Regions from separate parts of the Mus musculus genome. Here regions 1, 3 and 4 are each linked to region 2. The links are chromatin contacts, called in public ChIA-PET, HiCAR-type and HiChIP or PLAC-seq maps. All regions are on one chromosome and are shown on one strand. The core of a region is the stretch at or near the end of the contact, and the rest is flanking DNA. Distances in the headings are between cores, read along the strand shown. Region 1 holds the start of Hps6 (HPS6, biogenesis of lysosomal organelles complex 2 subunit 3). Region 2 holds the start of Sfxn2 (sideroflexin 2). Region 3 holds the start of Ldb1 (LIM domain binding 1). Region 4 holds the start of Pdcd11 (programmed cell death 11).

Evidence for each region. ChIA-PET counts read pairs in DNA pulled down with a chosen protein or histone mark. HiCAR-type assays count read pairs that join an accessible place to other places. HiChIP or PLAC-seq counts read pairs in DNA pulled down with a chosen protein or histone mark.
Region 1: an RNA polymerase II ChIA-PET map of memory CD8 T cells shows a contact between it and region 2, with 16 read pairs. The contact joins the promoter of Hps6 here to the promoter of Sfxn2 in region 2. A contact is called at or near these places in 1 of 39 promoter capture datasets (pre-B cells) and 1 of 115 datasets of contacts at active chromatin or transcription factors (memory CD8 T cells).
Region 3: a contact with region 2 is called in an H3K27ac HiChIP or PLAC-seq map of microglia, with 4 times the contacts expected there. The contact joins the promoter of Ldb1 here to the promoter of Sfxn2 in region 2. A contact is called at or near these places in 2 of 115 datasets of contacts at active chromatin or transcription factors (microglia and pancreatic cancer cells) and 3 of 9 other capture datasets (adipose tissue, liver and pancreatic islet).
Region 4: a contact with region 2 is called in a HiCAR-type map of astrocytes, with 2.5 times the contacts expected there. The contact joins the promoter of Pdcd11 here to the promoter of Sfxn2 in region 2. A contact is called at or near these places in 6 of 39 promoter capture datasets (the 3T3-L1 cell line, erythroid cells, hematopoietic stem and progenitor cells and 3 more), 2 of 115 datasets of contacts at active chromatin or transcription factors (astrocytes and pancreatic cancer cells) and 2 of 9 other capture datasets (adipose tissue and macrophages).

Annotation. Positions count from the first base shown.
Region 1 is chr19:46,000,679-46,005,120 of GRCm38.p6, reverse strand. Hps6 (HPS6, biogenesis of lysosomal organelles complex 2 subunit 3) reads right to left here and starts at 1,643. Exons shown (of 1, transcript NM_176785.3): 1 at 1-1,643. The coding sequence starts at 1,495. All of the region lies in intron 1 of 4930505N22Rik (RIKEN cDNA 4930505N22 gene), which reads right to left.
Region 2 is chr19:46,571,278-46,575,875 of GRCm38.p6, reverse strand. It overlaps Sfxn2 (sideroflexin 2), which reads right to left and starts at 2,511. Exons shown (of 12, transcript NM_053196.3): 1 at 2,417-2,511. It overlaps Arl3 (ADP-ribosylation factor-like 3), which reads left to right and starts at 2,694. Exons shown (of 6, transcript NM_019718.3): 1 at 2,694-2,836. The coding sequence starts at 2,834.
Region 3 is chr19:46,042,403-46,047,463 of GRCm38.p6, reverse strand. It overlaps Ldb1 (LIM domain binding 1), which reads left to right and starts at 2,153. Exons shown (of 11, transcript NM_001113408.2): 1 at 2,153-2,634. The coding sequence starts at 2,610.
Region 4 is chr19:47,088,483-47,093,423 of GRCm38.p6, reverse strand. Pdcd11 (programmed cell death 11) reads right to left here and starts at 2,658. Exons shown (of 36, transcript NM_011053.2): 1 at 2,557-2,658; 2 at 524-642. The coding sequence starts at 625. Atp5md (ATP synthase membrane subunit DAPIT) reads left to right here and starts at 2,777. Exons shown (of 4, transcript NM_023211.5): 1 at 2,777-2,851.

The DNA.
Region 1 (4,442 bases), core at 394-2,893, 570 kb after region 2:
TCAACTGGGTTCTCAGCAGGCGGGCCACCTCGTGCTCCGCTAACTCAGTCCAGCCAGCCTCCTCATCGTCCCCAGCCACCAGCTGGGCCTTGAGCTGTTCTATACTACGATAATCCCGGAGCTCAGCCCTCAGGGTTGTCAGGAGTGTAGACGGGGGCAGGTGGCCCTGGAGGATGGAGGCCAGGGCCTGAGGTGCCCGAAACATGCTGTTGTGTCTCAGTTCTTCTGGGGTAAGCTGGGTACCTCGAAGGCTCCGACGCTGGTAGTACCCACAGGCCTCCTCAAACACCAGGTCCTTGTCTGAAGGCAGCTCAAGGCCTTGGGGAGTTTCCCAACACACACAAAAGAGACCCAAGGCTGAAAGCAATCGTAGGGCTCCTCGGGTCTCCAGCTCTTCCTCGTTCTTCATGCCCGGGGCTGGAGGCTCCAGCAAATGTACTCTGTCTGTACTGAGAACCTTTTTTTCCAACAGCCGCCCACTGCTCATGTCCAGTAGTTCCAAGGTGGAGCCCAGGACACAGGCTAAAGTGCCGTGAAATGTCCCCAGGGCTGCAGACCCTTTTAGGCTTACAGGGGCCTCCTGCAGGATTCCCACGGTTCGAGTACCACCATGGCACTGCACTAGGCTCACCTTCCCTTTCAAGTCAAGCAACAACAAGCCCTGCGAAGATGGGGCCCAAGTGTGTACAGCCAGTGGCTCCCTGGGGGACAGGAATCCAGGAAGGCCTCGCAGCAGGGTCCGGAAGTCCCAAGTGTCCCCTTGTTTGGGATTCAGGCTTTTACTGTGTGAAAGACCAAGAGATGGAGCAGCAACTATTACCTTCCCCTTGCTTGGGCTCCAGATGAGCAGAAGGTGGGCCACACCAGACCAAGTGTTGGTAGTAGGCACCAGGAAGAGGTCCTTGCGGGAGGCTATCAGTCCAAAAAGGGGGCAATGGTGTAGCAGGATGTGGGTGCAGCCTAGTTTGGTGCCAGCCTCCCCGCTGGTTTCCAGGGTCTTGAAGCACACACGGTGGCTGAAGGCCGTTGAAAGCTGCTCTGGTTGGTCCTTAACACCCGGCTGACGCTCCTCGCACCAAACTAGGCGGCCTCGGGTTGCGGCCACGGCCATCACGCGGGCTCCACCATCCGGACACAGCTCAGTGCTCTGAAGTAGCTTCCATCCAGGCTCCATCCCCACGCCCCAAACCTCTGCTAGGCCACTCTCCCATACCAAGATCAGCGCGGGTCGCGCCAGCCACGGCACGAAAAAGACGTCCAGCGGCGAGGGGTCGCCCTCCGGCCAGGCACGCTCCAGCGGCAGGCCGGGCCCACGCACAGCCACTAGAAGCTGTGGGGCGGGCGATCCGGGGGGTCTTAATAGCAGCAAGTGGCGGCCGTCAGGGCTGCAGCGGACTAGGACAGCTGGGTCCCCCGCCAACAACTCGCGGAGCCGGGCCGCGCCGGTGAAGTTGCTCAGATCCGAAAGCAGGCGCAGAGTTCCTGCACGCTTCATGACGCCTCTGCCGCAGGAGCTAGCCAAGGCCTGATCGCCCAGTGGGGCGAGGCCGGACTGCTAGTCCTGGTACCCGGGGGAGTGCAGGGCTGACACTTCCGTCCCTGGTGAATGAGGTGAGCCAAGCCCTGGACTGAACGTCGACTCCGCCCGGCCCCGCCCCGCCAGGCGAGGTCCGGGATTGCCCCAGGGCACGCCCCGCTAGCGCTGCGCGCCGGGGGCGGAGCTGCGGGAAGATGTCCGAGGGAGGAGCATCCGCAGCACCCAAGGGTCCCCGCTCTGGATTCAAGTTTCCTAGGCACCGTGAGAATGTCTCAAAACGTCTCCCTTCTTTCTGAACCTCGCTCTTTCACCTTATTTGTGGTTGAGTACTGACACCGTATCAGCCCTGACCAAATAGCAAATCTCAACCGCCTGGAAATTTAGTGGAAAAACTGTAAGGTTAACAACCCTCCGCTCACCAGGCTGGCCACAAATTCACAGAGATTCTCCTGTCTCTGCCTCCCAAGTGCCGTGATTAAAGTTCATCACTACCATCCCTGGTCTTTATACATATGTTTTAAATTTGAAGTCAGCATACAAAGTAATGAATTTCATGATCGCATCCCCTTCCTCCATATTCTTAGTCCTGTGTGCACCTGTGAAGGCTGGAGGTCAGCCTCAGTGTCTTTCCTCAGAAGCCAACCTTCTACACTGTTTTGAGAGAACTTCTTTCACTAGGACCTCTCACCCACTAGGTTGTGCTAGCCAGCCAATGAGCTCGGGAGATCCTCCTGCTTCAGTCTCCCACGCTGGGATTATAGACTCGAACCACAATACCAAGCATTGAGGATAGAATTAGCGTCTTAAGCTTTTGAGGTATGCACTTTATTGACCAAGCTATGGCTGGCATTTTTACACATATATATATTATTCTACTTTGTTCCTGTTCACTGCCTTCCTCATTAAAAATTTAAATTAAATTATATTGAATGTGTGTGTGTTTGTGTGTGTATCTATGTGTGTCTGTGTTTGTGTGCGTGCAATATTATGGGCATACGCCACAACACCCACTCAGAGGCCAGAGGACAACTTTCGGAGCTGGTTCTTGCCTTGTACCACGTGGTTCCTGTGGTGGTTTGACTAAGAATGGTCTCCCACAGACGCATATATCTGAATAGTTAGTCATCAGAGAGTGGCACTCTCTGAGAAGAACTGGGATTAGTTATGTGTGGCCTCCTTGGAGGAAGTGTGTCACTGGCAGTGAGCTTTGCGATTTCAACCCCCCATGCCAGGTCCAGGTTCCCGTCTGCCTGTGGATGGGACTGGAGCTCTTAGCTACTGCTTCACTGCCGTGTGCATCACCGTGCTCTCTGCCAATGATGATAATGGATTGATGCTCTGAAACTGCAAGCAAGCCCCTCATTAAATGGTTTCTTGTATAAGAGTTGTCCTGGGGCTGGCGAGATGGCTCAGTGGGTAAGAGCACCCGACTGCTCTTCCGAAGGTCTGAAGTTCAAATTCCAGCAACCACATGGTGGCTCACAACCATCTGTAACAAGATCTGACTCCCTCTTCTGGAGTGTCTGAAGACAGCTACAGTGTACTTACATATAATAAATAAATAAATCTTAAAAAAAAAAAAAAAGAGTTGCCCTGGTTGTGGTATTTCTTCACAGCAATAGAAGAGTGACTGAGACAGGTGTCAGGAATCAAACTCAGGTGTGGGAACGTGGTTCACGGATGAAGCTGTGAGGAGCTGAGACCTTGTGGGAGAACTCCGAATAAACGAGTCTATAAACAATAAACAAGATAACCTCTGCACCCTCCCCAGCTGTATCAGAGAGGAGTAAATTAACTTATGTTATTGATTACAACTGACTATTGTTGTCTTTACGCCTCTATGGAAAAACATGTTTTTGTTTTTGCCACATGCGGCTTGTCCTTGTGACTGGACACTTTACTTAGTTGACTCCTTTTAACCCTTAGAGTAAAAACTGTCTGCTGCGAGAAATGAAGTTGGCTATGGCATAAAACTTTAGTTCACGGACGCTTCAGGCTGGCTCTCCCAGGTTCACACCGCCAGCTGGAGTAGCAACATCAGGTTCAGCAGCACTGATGAAAGTCCGTACTCACGCACTGAGGTGTTTCCTCAGCAATATATATATATACATATATATGTATATATGTGTGTGTGTTTATATATATATATATATGTTTATATATATGTTTATATATATATTTTTTGGGGGGGGACACAAATTCTCACTCTGTAGCTCTGTAGCCTGGCTTGTCCTTGAACCCTTGACAATCCGTCGGCCTCAGCTGCCCAAACACTGGAATTATAAACTGTCGTTCCTGTATCTGCATGAACTGCCATACCCTGTTCCCCGAATACTGATTGATTTGTCAGGCTCCCCTGTTTGGGGAGGGCATGCTTTTTTTTTTAAGATTAATTTTTATTTTGGGGTTTTGAAGAGATGGTTCAGCCATTGAGAACACTGTGTTTTTCAAGGGGACTTGAGTTGGCTCTCAGTACCCTCACAAATGCTTACAACTCTAGCTACAGGAATTCACTCTCTTTGGGCCTGCACAATCAGCCAGCCACAACACAAATAGAAAGTATAGAAAGTAAAATCTTGAAAATTTATTTTAATGTATGAATGTGTGTATGCCACATGTGTGTAGCTGCTTAATGAGCCCAGAAGAAGATATCATACCCCCCCAGAAGAGGACATCATATTCCCCTGGAGCTGGAGTTTCGGTGGTTGTCAGCCATTTGATAGTGAGTGCTGGAAACTGAATTCATGCCTCTGGAACTCAGCAGCAAGTACTCTTAACTACTGAGCCATTTCTCTAGCCTTGGTTTTTTTTTTAATGTATGTGCACATCTATGCAGGTGTATGTAGTATGTGTGCAGGTTCCTTTGAAGTTACAGTCAGTTGTAAACTGCCTGACATTGTTGTTG
Region 2 (4,598 bases), core at 1,262-3,761:
TTCAGCCATGGGCTCTCTTGACCCCTCTTTGGTCTTCCTCCCAGGGCCTGGTTTATTCTGCTGGCCATGTTCAATGTGTTACTCTCTCTCCCTGCTCTGGACTCCCCCAGATGCTTCTAAGTGTACTTCCGGTCATATCTACAGTAAAATCTTCTCCTCAACCATAACCTGGAGTGGTCGTATCTTCACTCTATACACAAGGTACTGGATCACCACACACACACACTTTTTTTTTAACTCGAGATCAATTATGAGAGACAGAGCACAAGAGAGAGAGAAGAGAACAAATGAAGCAGACTAAGAGTGATCTTCCCTAGAGAAAGCTCATCTCCTCCAGCAAGTGGGACCAAAGCTCAGAACAGACCCATAGTCACAGTTCTGAGGTAAGAGTACTTGCCCCCATAGAATATTTGCCCTGTGGGCACTTGGCCAGGGGAGGTCCAGGCAGCTCAAAACTCTGCAAGAGCAGACCAAAGACCACTGAAATAGCAGACTACCGTCAGGTTGCCTAGAACAAGCAGGAGAATGACGGTAATAATTAAACCAGCAGGCCCAGGCTCCTGCTTACAGACACACTCATCGGGACTCCAAGGTAACAGTGAAAACAGATACCGTGCTACCTGAGGGAACCCTGAATGTGCCTTTTCCCACAAAAGGGCCCCAGTGTGAAGAGCAGTAGATTAGTAGATAAACGGAAGGGGAGGGGTCTCTAATCTAACAACTCACCTAGTGCCTCTTTTATTCTTCCTTTTCCTTTTTTTGAGACAGGGTTTCTCCATGTAGCCCTGGCTGTCCTAGTAGACCAGGCTGGCCTCGAACTCAGAGATCCAGCTGCCTCTGCCTCCCAAGGGCTGGGATCAAAGGCGTGCGCCACCACCTTCTGTCTGATCACCTTGAACTTCTTTAGTCAAGATTCAGAATTGACTTTTCCCTCCAAGGATCCGATACAAGTAGGCAGGTAGCAGATGTTTCTGACTGTGGGGCTGGAGCCATGGCTCAGCACTTTAAAGAGCAATCGCTGCTCTGCAAGAATCCCTGGGTTCAGTTTTCAGCACCCACCTGGTGACTGACAGCCACCCATAACTCCAGCTCCCGGGTACCAAAGACACATGTGATGATGCACTTACATACATGCAGACAAAACATTCATATACGTAAAGCAAATAGTTTTAAAGGTTTTATAGAAAGTTCTTTACTTGGTTGTAAAAAAGACCTGAAAGCTTCGCACTATGTACCCAGTGCCCAGAAGTACCCAGGAAGGAGGCAGTCCTGTGCAAATTTAGGGCCAGTATGGTCTACATAGTTTTGTTCCAGGCCAGCCAGAGTTCCATAGTAAGACTCTCAAAACAACAACGACAACAAACCTGAAAACCCATACTGGAAAAATCTGCCTTTGTTTAAGTAATGGCAACTAGGTTGGTGAAAGAGGTAACGCCTGAACCCCAGATTAAACTATTGATAATAATAATAATATGTCACCCTTTCTTTGCGACAGGAATTGCTCTCTATGTACGTGACATACATGGACCTGTAAGATAGATAACAGGTAAACACACATCAACAGACTTCCAGAGATACCACTTCTACCTAAACTATGAGCTGTTGGAAGAGTTCTCTGCTTATTAACAGGTATAAACAGCTCTGAGGTGTGGGGTGTAGTGTATGTAGGTCGGTGGCAGAGTGCTTGCCTACCCTGTACAAACCCCTGCATTCTGAGTTCAGTCCCCGGGGGCAAACAGCACTCCTACCTGGGCCACAGTGTTTACAAGCAACACTATAAAATAGTTTACAAGTAAAAAAAAAAAATAGTTTACAAGTTAGTTCAAGTCCGGACTCTTATCATCTACAATAACCGATTTCTAGGGTTGTAAGGAAATTAAACCTCATATAAAAAAAAACATTCCACTAGGAAGAATGCAATTTCCACGAAGGCAGGTTGTCGGGAACCAACATGCCACAAAGGTCCTGTGGTCGGCCCTGGGCGTGAGAGGAGCGGGAGGTAGCGCTTGCAGTCTAACCCGGTTTAGCAAAATCCAGCAGATCCCAAACAATCTAACACTCCCGCTGCCAGCTAACCTCAATGCTAGGGACCGGTCCCCAACCTCCCTATCTCTCGCCCTCTCTCAGGCGACCTCCCCCAACACAGTACAAATCACCTATCCTGGATTCTAACAAGAATGTGGAGATAGAGACGTAGCCGCAACTCCTGAGCCCTAAAGCCTGGCACCCGAAGACAACCGGGGTCAGAAGGGAAGAATCCATTGGAGCCCTGGTGGGTCCCTCCGGCCACGCGGCTTCTGCAGATGCAAGTCCAGCACGCAGCGCCTGGCAGCCGCAACAGAGCAGAACCACGCTCCCTTCGGAGGCGCGGGGATTAGGAGTAGCTGTGCATTTGGCTGCACTTGCGAACTCTTACCTGGTCCCAGAGGGATGCACCCCGCGACTGCCACCAGGCGAAGCTGACCAGGAAAGCAGAACTGAAGTGTCGCGGCTAGGCCCGGGAACCACCCCCTCGCCCTACGCCCCCACTTCCGACCAATCAGAGGCCACAGGCTCCGGCCAGCCACGTGGGCGGCTTTGCACCTCCCGCTGGGTCGCTCACCAGCCCGCCCCGCCCTCCCGCCCCTCCCGAGACCGCCTGCGCAATGGGCGGGCGCTTTGGCGCGCTTGCGCACTTTGGGTAGAGAGGAGCAGAACCCCGCCCCATCCCGCTGCTCCGTTCCTCCGCTGTGCGTGCGAGGGACGTCAGGGGCGGCGCCGCAGCAGTTACCCCTGGTAACGGGGGAGGCAGGAGGAGGAGGCGGAGGAGGAGGAGGAGGGACTCGGCTTGAGGATGGTGAGTGTGGGGGCCCTGGCCCCTCCAGAGCTGACCAGTCACCCCCCCTCCTTTCACCAGTCCCAGGGCGGGGCGCTGCGCGTAAAGCCGAGGAGGACGTGGGATGGGGCTCGCCTTGATCTTTGGGGTTCTAGATCGGTTTCAGGGGCGAAGGAGGAGCCCCTAAAGTGGGCCTGGAGGGAGGCCTAGGCCTGGAGAGAAAAGAGGGGTTTGCGATAGATTCGAGGCATGGAGTGCTTGGCTAGCGGGGAAGCCTGGGCACCATCATCTTTCTAGGGACTGGGATGAAGGCGACTCTAGAGCTGCGGAGATCAGACCAAGCTCTCAGATCTTACTGCAGAGTCGACCTCTCGGCGCCTCGGGACTGTGGGGTTCATCTGAGAACCAGCCAAAAGTGGGAGAGGCGCGGCTCTACTGTCTTTGAGATCACCCTGGCAGCACCAGGGAGCTGTAACCTGGCTTTCCTAGATGCTCGCGTCTCTGAGTGAGAGGTGTGTAGGGAGTAAGTCCCAGGACAATAAGAGGTACCGCTGGGAATGGATGTCTCTGTGGTGGGTGCGCTCCTGCAGTCCCAACTTAATCGCTGAAAGTTCTGCGAAGAAATAATGGTTGTTGATGAGCGATTTTTTGCTCCGTATTTATTCCATGTAGATAGAAGCAAATTAACCTCCCGTGTCCTAGCTTTTCCTTCAAATTTGCAGTGTCCTTTTGCCTGAGGCCACAGGAGGACCAAAGGTCTTCACCTCAAACTAAAAAGAATGAACAATAGAAAGTGAGCATCAATTTGAAGCAAGCCTTGTCTCCGTTAACCTTAATTAAGGCTTTTCCAAAGTGTATGATGTGTGACAGATTTTTGACCAGAAACACTCGGTTCCTTGTTGATTTTTTAAAATCGTTATTTTATTTAATGTATATGTATGGGTGTTTAGCCTGAATGTATGTTTGTGCTCCACGTGTGTGCCTGGTGCCTGCAGAGGCCAGAAGAGAGCTTTGGTTGCCTGGAACTGGAGTTACGGATGTCTGGGAACCATCGCGTGGATGCTGGCAAATGAACACTGAGCGTTGCTGAACATCTCTCTGCCCTTGTTGATTCTGTACGCGGTAGATGGAGAGTAAAAATGAAGTTATGGGGAAATGAATATTTTTAGAGCTAGTCAAAGAAAACTTGATATTAAGGCATTTAGAACAGGTTGGTTGGCTTACTAACTGCTCCGAACAGGTTCCTGTTGCCCCCCCCACACACACACACACAATATTTTTGTGAAAATATTGAGGCATTTCTGTTGACTTAAGAAGCAAAGCCTAGGGCTGGTGAGATGGCTCAGTGGGTAAGAGCACCCGACTGCTCTTCTGAAGGTCTGAAGTTCAAATCCCAGCAACCACATGGTGGCTCACAACCACCCATAATGAGATCTGATGCCCTCTTCTGGTGTATCTGAAGACAACTACAGTGTACTTACATATAATAAATAAATAAATCTTTAAAAAAAAAAAAAAAAAAAAAAGAAGCAAAGCCTAGGGCTAGGGGTATAGCTCAGTGAGTAGAGGTTTGCTTAGCAAGCACTAAATCCTGCATAGAACTGAATGTACTAGTACTTGCCTACAATCCCAGCTCAAGATGGAGGCAGGGGGATCAGAAGAAGTGCAAGGGCTACGTATTGATTTCCAGGCCAGTCTGGGATAAATGAGACATGTTCTCAACTAAAGAAGAAAATAGACAGACAGGCAGGGGGGAAACTACACATCTTCTTTGGTCATACTA
Region 3 (5,061 bases), core at 904-3,403, 530 kb after region 2:
AGTTTTATTTTTGTCTCCTTCCTTGCACCTATCTCCACCTCATCTCCGTCCTTGTATTTCACCTTCTACACCTCCAACGTAGAAGAATCTCTCATTCAAAAGGAAGGAAGACCTCTGTGGGGTATGAGAAAATCCCCACAGTCCACCAGGTAGGTGATCGGAATCACCTTGGAATCTGGTCTAGCTAGTTGTTTGGAATGAGTGGCCTTAGGGGCAAGTGGTCCCAGGACTGGGAGAAGGCACATTCACATTCATGGATGATAGAGATTAGGAGTCAAAAGGCTGAAAGATATCCCCCTTCCTCTGTATCAACTCACATTCAGCACCCTCTTGTCATCCTTGAAATAATCTTTACCAAAAAAAAAAAAAGGCATACTTGTACTAATGTCTAACCAGTAGTACTACATGGGGAGAGAGGCTATGCGGGGTACACATTGTCTGGTTCATATCTCATCCAGCTAATTACAGACGGTAAAGCTCAGGGTGGGGCTGTCGGCTGTCATACAGCTCAAGAGGGGTTGTGCAGGGATTCAAATCTGAGCATCCAGAACTCGGGGCTATTTGTTGCCTTAGGTCCTTAGGTCCTCTCCACTCCCTCTAGTGCTGACCTCTGAAAGAAAGTGGAAAGGAGATGGACTCTGGCAGAGGATGCTGCCAAGGAAATGCTGGTGTGTGGATGTCTTTTTTTTTTTTTTTTTGTCAAGTCCTTCTATGCCCTTGGTGGGGACGGGGACGACGGCAGGCGGCGTAATCCCGAGGAGCTCCCCATATTCTAAACACTGGGGGAGGGGTATTCTCATTCCTAGGCACGCCCTCCTTTCAATCATCAGACTCTACTACCATGGTCTCTTGCTCCTTAGCCAAAAAACAAAAACAAAAAAAAACAAAAAAAACCCCTAAGGTTGGGATATGTGGTCTCATGGCACCTTAACCTCCACCTTTGTAACTCTCCCCTGGACAGTCAAGCCAGCTGTGCAAACTCCTAAATCGGGGTAGGGAAATCAAACACCTTTTTCAAACAATCCCCATTTTAGCAACAAAGGGAAGAGGGAAGCCAGTGTAACCAGTCTAGTTCAGATACCTTAGACAGGGAATACCAGCCCCCAGAATCTACCCAGGGAATACACCACGAAGCTTAAGAGAAGCTAAGGCTTGGGGGACACCCCCCCCCCGAACTCCTTCTAGCAGCTCCCCTCCTCCCTGCTAATAGGTATTTCCTGTTTATGAGGCAGCTAGGGCTGGGCTTTGGAGAAGGGATGGAAGAGTTCTTCCCTTCCATGGGTTGGGTTGAGGAGTCCTTGAGGACTGCCTGAAGGTTGGGAGGGTTCTCCCTTTGGAAGATAGACTGACTGTCCAGGATGCCCCACCCCCAACCCTCCCCGCGGCCTCTGCCCCTATGGGTAGGGGGCACTGAAGGAGTAGGTTTCCTGTTCTCCACCTCCAAAACAGGGAGCTGCTTCCAGGGGGCGGAGGATGGGGGTGGGTGGGTAGAAGGCTCCAGGGCTGGAAGAAGAAAGTGGGGGAAGGGAAGTGTCTTAACTGGTGCGTCAGAGCCTGCAAGAGGAAAGGATGGCTTTGGTAGTGCTCCCCCCCTTCCCAGCCTAATGGTCATACCACAGCCCTTGTGTCCCCTTGCAAAATGCGGACCTCAGGCCCTTAGGCGGGGGAGGGTGGGGTCCCTTCTTAATTAACCCTTTTAGCTCTAGTCCCAACTGGTTTAGCAGGCATGGTCTGGTTAATTTAGAAAGGGGATGAGTCTAGGGGTTGCTCTGAGAATTAGGAGAGTGCTCCTTTTCCCACCCAGCTTCGGGTGGAGCGCGCCACACAGGGTCTCCGCAAAGAGCACAGGCAGGGGTCAGCGCCCCATCCCTCCCGGGGGTGGAGAGAGGGTACACCTCACTACCCACCCAGGCTCCGCCTCCCCCAATCCCCGCTCCCGCTCAGCCACGCTCCCAACCCCGCGCACCCGGAGGACGGACGCCGAGCGTGAGGCTTCGCCTCCTCCCGCTCCCCGGCGCCCGCCCTCGCCGGGGTCTCTGCCTCCGTCTCGTTTTTTAAGAGCTGCGTCACACGCATGCCGTTCCCGGGAGCGCTCCCTGCCCCTCGCCGCGCGGCGCACGCACGTCGCCGCTCGCGCCGCGCTCGCCCGGGTCACTTTGACACGGCTCTCCCCTCCCACTACCAGGACAATTAGCATATTAATAAAGCCCGGCCCAGCCCGACTCTGGCCGGAGAGCCGGCGCTTGCGAGAGGGAGAGGACGCGCGAACGAACGGGAGCGAGCGCGAGGGCGGCGGCGGGGAGGGCGGCGGGAGCGCACAGACACGCACACGCACACGCGCACACACGGACACACACTCCGGGGACGCACACCCGCGCGTACACACGCAGAGGCAGCTCGCCTTCCTGCCTGGCTTCCTTCCTGTCTGCTCCGCGCCTGACAGGCCCCTCGCTGCAGGCAGGGGCGGCCCGCACCGGGCAGAGGCCGGGCCGGGCCGGCGGCGCGGGCATCGGGGGCCGCGGGCGGCGGCAGCGGCTCATGCCCGGCCTGTCCCTGCGAGGGGCGGGCATCGTGACTCGGCTGGGCCCCCAGCGGCGGGCGATGTGAAGATGTCAGTGGGCTGTGCCTGTCCTGGTGAGTGGGTCTCGAGGCCGCCTGGCCCCTCCCTCCCTTTCGGCCCCCTAACCCCTGGTTTGGAGAGGATTTGTATGTGGGGGGCATCGAAGGCATGGTGGGGGTCGGGGGCTGTATAGAGTTAGAGGGGCCTCGATCGGGGCCGGGTTTTCTCATCTGTATAAATACGCAGCAGCCCAGCGGCACGGGAAGGGGGTGCTAAGGATGGCTTGTAATTTTTTTTTGAGGGGGGGGAGGCTAACTGGGGAGGGATGGGGGGGGACTGAAATTCCCAGAATTCCAGGGTGTTAGCCAATCAGAAGTGACTTTGGACTTTTGACCCCCCCCTCAGGTCATCGTAGAGTTCTGATTGGCTGATTTGGGTTTCCCCCCCTTCCCTGCTGTTTATTGCCTCTTACATATTTTGTGACATTCCCCCCCTCGGGCTGTTTCTTAGGATGCTGTTTGGGGGAGGAGTTGATTGGAGCCCATCTTACCCCCCTTTAACTTTTCCTGTCTGTTGCCAGGGTAGGTTGGCCCTCCTGAGGGACAAAAAGCACTCCTAGGGGGTGTCAGATAATTGGGCCCTTGGGTCTGCTATCTCAGTCTTCGTGGGAGGGGGAGTGTAGCAGTTCCAGGTAGGCCGTGAAGTTAAGAGTGGTTTGCAGATTCGAGTTGGGGGAGCAATGCTTGACACCCCCCCCCCAGTGAAAACTTGAGGACTCAAATTCAAATCACAACCCTCTCTAACAGGTATCAGAGCTTGCCAGGGAACACCTGTGTCTGAGAGTGCCTTGAGATTTTTCTTGTACGGTCGGGGTATAAGGCCACAAGTGCTAGGAGGGAACAGTTGAGCCATGTGATGGGAGAGGTTAGTCTAAAGAGAATCCCAGAATATAGTCGGTCCCCTTCCTTATAACTCTGTGTCCTCAAACTGGCCTTCCTTCCAGGATGGAGGCAGCTTTCTCTAGAAAGTCAGTGGTCAGTGTCCTGGGTCTAGCCTGGCTGGATCTCTTGCCCCTCTGTATGTCCTGTATTCTGAGAAGCCTAAACTTCAGAACTAGGAGCCCCCCCCCCCCCGCCGTATCCCCGCACCCCAACATTCATACAAATACACAATCCCCCCAGGGAAGCTGCTAGTGCAGAATCTTCTTTGGAAATCACGTGACTCTGGCCAAGTTGGACTGGGTTGGGCCCACACTTCAAGTGGCTGCTGTGGCTGACATTTTAGGGGCATAGGGCCCAGGAGGAGGAAAGCCTGAGGATCCTGGACTATCCGGGTGTGGGAATCCCTGGCTCCTGCTGCAGAGGGTGGAGAAGAGGAGGAGAGAAGAGCTTGCCAAGCTGGAATCCTGCCTAGCTTCATAGCCTTCCCACCAATTTGACTTGTGTGTTTGTGTATGTGTTTTCGCTTTTACAATTTGGCCAATGCTAGACAAGGTAGTTCATGCTCTTAGCCCACCGGTGGGTCATTTCCCTACAACGTGATGTATGAAGACCCAAAGTAAGGCAGGGCTTTAAACAAGCTAGTGGGCTGAAACTTATTTATTTTTTTCCCCTCGAAGACAGGGCTTCTCTGTGTAACAATCCTGGTTATCCTGGAACTTGCTCTGTAGACCAGGAACTGCAGGGCTCGAACTCAGAGATCCACCTGCCTCTGCCTCCTGAGTGCTGGGACTCAAGGCATGCGCCAACCACCACCTGGCCGAAACTTAAATTTTTATTCGTAGAGGTTTTATATGGAGAAGTTGCCAGGCTGGGGGAAGATGGGAGATTGGTCCTGGAATTGGGGCAACTACCTGCATGCATTAGTGGGAAGAGTCTTTGTGGCTGATATGGAGACAGGAAGAGGACCCATGCACAGAAGTGTGTGTGTAGGAGGACCCAAAACTCACGGTCTGTCTGTATGTCTGATAGCTTGGCAGAGGGAGAGAGAGGGAGAGGGAGGAAGGAAGGAGAAGAGAGGAGGGGGGGGAAGGATGGCTGAGAGAGTCTTTTTCTTGATTATGAAGAAGTCTGACAGACTGGTGTCTTGTTGAATGGATGGACATTAGACTTCAAGAGGAGACCACGTGGGAAAGGGCTTAAAGAGAGGCCTGGGGGTGGAGAATGGTAGGAGTTGGGGTGAGGAGGGGAGGACCAGGCTTGCACGAATGGGTGAATGGGTTAAGAAGAGCACATGTTTCACTCGACCAAGGGCATTCTGGCAGCATACAGCAGGTTATGTCTGAGGCCCACCACCACCCTGAGCGCTGAGCAGTCCTGGGGCCTAGGCGCTCTGGCAGGCTGTCTGCCTGTCTGCCTGCCTGCCTGCTTGCCTGCCTGAGTCTCTCCTTTGTGCTCTGCTGTCTCTGGGCTCCTCCTCCTCCCCCAGCCCGACAGAGAGACAGCACATGCCCCACACATGTGACTGAGGGAAGCCAGAGCACACGCAGCCACACAAATGCA
Region 4 (4,941 bases), core at 1,409-3,908, 520 kb before region 2:
TTTTCCACAACAAGCCTGGTGGTTTTAACTAAATCTGTTACTTCCCTGAACCTTAGTTCCTCCGCATCAAGTCGTGACTTCTACTCTAAAATACACATGGAGAGATTCTGTAAAACTAAGGCCACCCACTCAGGTGGCAGTTTCTGTCTCTCTAGCACCTAGAAAGCAATCTGATCTGAGAATGTATTTCAACGCAGACTCTTTACTAGGACTGCAGCAACAGAGCTCAGGAATAAAGTACTTGCCCAACTTCAATCCCCAGCACCAACAACAAAGCAAAATTCACTATCCAGTACCCTTTTTTCCCATCCTTTTCAAGTGGCACAGACTCCCTAAGGACAAATTACAATAGCACTTCAACGTCAAATACTTAACGCCGTGCGCGTCAAAAGAAGCCTGAGGTGGTAGAGCCTCTTTAACAAGTTCAATTTCTAGAAGTGAAGTCAAAGAGAAACAAACTGGAAAATAACTGGTGCCAATGAGGCTCAGTCTTCCCAAAGATGCCAAACAGCACACCACTTACATCAAATAAGTTGTCTTGTTCAACCACCTGCTGGGAAGACTTCTCTGATTTGTGGAGTTTCCGTGTCCCCCCTCGGGGGAAGCTTTCCTCCAGGTTTGCCATGTTGGGGTCTTCTGCAGCTGATGGGAAGACAATGGTGAGCTCTAGCACTGATGGCTGGCTTCATAGAGCACATGATCAGCAGGCAAGAGAACCTTCTAGCAATGAACAAGATCCAAGAGTATGATTAAATAGTCCATATGCTGCTGTGTGGTGGTACACACCTTTAATCCCAGCACTACGGTGACAGGCCAAAAGGTCTGAGTTCGAGGCCAGCCTGGTCTATAGAGTAAGTTCCAAGACAGCTAGGGATGCATTAGAGAGAAACCCTGTCTCGAAACACCAAAAAAAAAAAAAAAAAAAAAAAAGGCATGTCAGGCTCCCATTTTTTTCATCTTTCCAATATTGTCTACCTCAAAACCACAAACTATACACTGTGCACGATCTTCCAGGAAATGCATTCTATGTAGCAAATGTTCATTTAGTGTTAATCATTGTAATTATGTGAGGTGTGTGTATATATATATAATTCCATACCGCCAAACATACATTATTTAGAAAACAAAATGTAGGTAAATTAAGGTAAGCCGGGCAGTGGTGGCGCACGCCTTTAATCCCAGCACTTGGGAGGCAGAGGCAGGCGGATTTTGAGTTCAAGGCCAGCCTGGTCTACAGAGTGAGTTCCAGGACAGCCAGGGCTATACAGAGAAACCCTGTCTCAGGGGGGAAAAAAGTAATTTAAGATACAAGTCAGATTATAATGCATAAACAAAAGAGAAGTGGCAGGATTCTGTAAAGATGAACACTTCATAAGAATGATGCTTTTGAGCTGTACATTAAATAAATAAAGAACCGGGTCTGGTGGTCCATGCCTTTAACTCCAGCACTTGGGAGGCAGAGGAAGGCCTATCTCTGTGAGTTTCAGACAAGACAGGACTCCATAATGAGACCCTGTCTCAAAAATAACTATAATAATAGTAAATAGAAATATGATGGTAGACAATGCTAAAAACAACAACAACAACAACAACAACAGAGAAACAAGAAAAAGTTTGCCAGGCGTGATGACACATGCCTTTAATCCCAGCACTTTGGGAGGCAGAGGCAGGCGGATTTCTGAGTTCGAGGCCAGCCTGGTCTACAAAGTGAGTTCCAGGACAGCCAGAGCTATACAGAGAAACTATGTCTCAAAAAAAAAAAAAAAAAAAGAAAGAAAGAAAGAAAGAAAAAGTTTATTTCTCAAAATACACCAACCAGTTGCCTGTCAAACAACTCTTCAAAGGCTTTCTAAAAAGCTGAATTATTCAATTAAGCTACAGGGAAAATAAAGCATGGTAACAACTTATATTTTAGAAAATAATTTGGCTCTTTGGTGAAAGATACTTAAAAAATTAATAGTTTGCGTTTACTTGGTACTTCAGAGCCATGGGGAACGTGACAAAATAATGGAGAATATTCCTCAGTCTACAGATTGGACAGAAGTGAAAGCCAGTGTAAGGATTTAAACGATGCACATCAGGGAAACCATGAGAACCAAGACGAGGTATAAATGAAGACGCAGGGCAGCCTGGTTGGTTCTGGGATACCTAGGAAGAAAACTTTAGTAGCCGAGTGAGACTGTGAAAGGGACGACGAACGAAAAATGTAAGGTTTGTTCTGTTATGGGTGCATGCTTCGTAGAAACAGTATAGCTCACAAGGTCTACTTCGCTGGGACTCTATAGTTCCCATTATAGACCCGATGAGACCGAGGCACCAAACAGTCTGGCGATCACGTAGAGAAGGCACTTAAGGTACCTGCAGAGGACAGCATGGCTTGCATGAACTGCTAGCTCCGAGGGGATTGAGGGAATAAGACCTCCCATCCCAAGCCAACTGTGCTTAGCACGAAACCCGGAGACCCAGGCCAGGAAGCCGAGGTGACAGGCATGAAGTCTCCTCCCTCCACGCCGAAGCTCCCGTGTCATCAGCCCCAAGGCTCCCACCGCCGCATACCTCACGGAGCGTCTCAACGCAATCGCACGCGCAGAACAGGGAGCCGACAGCTCCACGCGACTCGTCCACGAGCGTAGGTAAGACCAGGGCTACTTCCGTTCTGACGTCGGGTCTGACGCCGGCTGAAACGGGAAGTAGAAGGGCGGGACTTGGCGTTTATAGCCAATCCACGCCGAGGGCCGAGTCGTCGCGGCCTGTCGGTCGCGTGCGGGGAGGGGGCGTCTTCCGGTCGGGCCGAGCTCGTCGCTAGGTTTGTTGAAGGACATCGGCCGCCGAGTTTGGGGTTCGGACGAAGGTGGGTGAGAAAGCGCTCTTGGCTGCTCGGTCCGGTGATTGAGCTTTGTAGGGCCGACTAGAGTCTGGCCGTTTTTCCAGCCCCGGAACAGCGCGAGGTTTTCTTTTTGCGGGGAGACGCTGGGGAATGGGAAAGGCGCTGGAGAAAATGAGGGTCAGGGCCCCATGGCGGATCTAGGAAGCCTCAGCACCGCGAGTGACGAGCGCCCCAGGGCTCGCACGGTTAGCGGAGAGCCTTATGCCCCACTTCCCAGTGTGGATTGGGAGTGAGGCCGGTCGAGAGGGGAGCTCCCCAAGGTCATCCATCCAGTGGATGTTGAGAGAGGACTCTGGATTTTGACCCCATCTCTGGCAGAGTTCGTGTGTCTTGGCCTCTATGGCCATAGCGATTTGTTTCCTCCGAGCTGCGATCGGGAAACCAGGTCTCCTTTACCTGCGCCGTGGCCTTTGTCAAAACCAGAGTAAACGTGGAATGGCCCTGCGGTTCTCCAGGCCTGGGCTCTAAAAACGGATTAGATTTTGTATCCCAGCGGTTCTGAACCTGTGGATCATGATCGCTTTGACAAGCCTCTATCTCCAAAAATATTTATTTACATTACGAGACTCCTAGCCGTAGCAAAATTACAGCTGTGAAGGAGCAACGGAATAATTTTATTGGGGGAGGGGGAAGAGAGGTTTCACCACAACAGAAGGAAGGTCGCAGCATTAGGAAGGTTGAGAGTCACTGCCGTGTTTGATCAGTGCAAGGGTTTCCACAGAGGCTGTTTGCTGCTTGTGGTCCTTTGACTTTCATCTTCCTTATACCTGGTGATGGCACTACTCCAGATAGGTGCCCATAAGACGGGAATAGCTGTATCCAGGAGCCTGTTACAAAGCAAGGGCAGCTGCTCACCCCAAGACTTTAATGAAATGCCCATTTCACATGGAAAGGCTGGTGGTATTTAATAGTAGTTATTGGATTATTTAGAAACAGAAGCAAAACCTGTCAGCTTAGACTTTGTAGCAGGCTGCTGTTCAACAGTAGTACATTTTTTTAAAAAATACTAACTCACAGGCTCACAATTATTAGTCTTTGGTGATTTTTTTCCACTACCAAATGGCTCTAAGCTTGCACATGACTGCAAGGACAGGACATTTTAGTTTTATTTGTTCCTATTGCCAGGTGTGAATGGCTTGTCCCTCTAGTCCCAACACTGTTGGGCAGATCTCTGTAATTTCAAGGCCAGCCTAATCTATGTAGTGAGTACAGGCATCTGGGGCTACAGACTGAGATAAATAAAATAAAATAAAAATTCCATACAGGGCATTGTTAACAATATTAACTGTTAAAAAAGGTCATTGTCCTAAAACAATATGCAGTTTGTTGGAAGGTGCTTTAAGCCTTAATATCACCTTTGCTTGCCATGTGGTGGTGCCACACACATTTACTCCCAGAACGCAAGGCCAGCTTAGGTCTACAGAGTGAATTAATCCTGTCTCTCCATGACAGTGACGGCAAAGACATCACCATCGACACCACTTAGATGGAAATCTAAGCTTCCTTTAAAACCCCAGTTCCCGTACCTTCCCTTTGTTCTGCAGTCAGAATGAGTTGTCTTTGGAATACATCATCCTTCTTGCAGTATTCTATAGAATGAAATTTAAGCATCTCAATATTAACCAATTATGACCAAATCTCCTCCTAACGGTGAAAGGTATCAATCACTTAAAGAGTTGAGAAGGTTGATGAGCTGGCAACGACAAGGAGTCTTAGTTTTCCGGAGGGTTTCTCATGAGAACCTACTTCATAACTTTAAAGAATGTATCATGAAGTAAATGGAGAAGAATGCTTTGGGAGTGTAGTGAAGGGGAGCTGGAACTATGAAGGGTTTGGTTGTTAATAGTGATTTTCCTGCTTTGGCTAGATTGGCCAAGATCTGTGAAAGAGACCCAGGGAAATTTAGATTTTCTTCATTGTTCCAGTAACCATTATGAAAGTATTCAAAATTAAGGTCTCAAATTTTGTTGCATGAATGCATCTGAAACCTTTGAATAGTTAATAGAAGGGTGTGCTGGCTTCCATAGCAACAATACCCTTATGTTTTCTCCTAC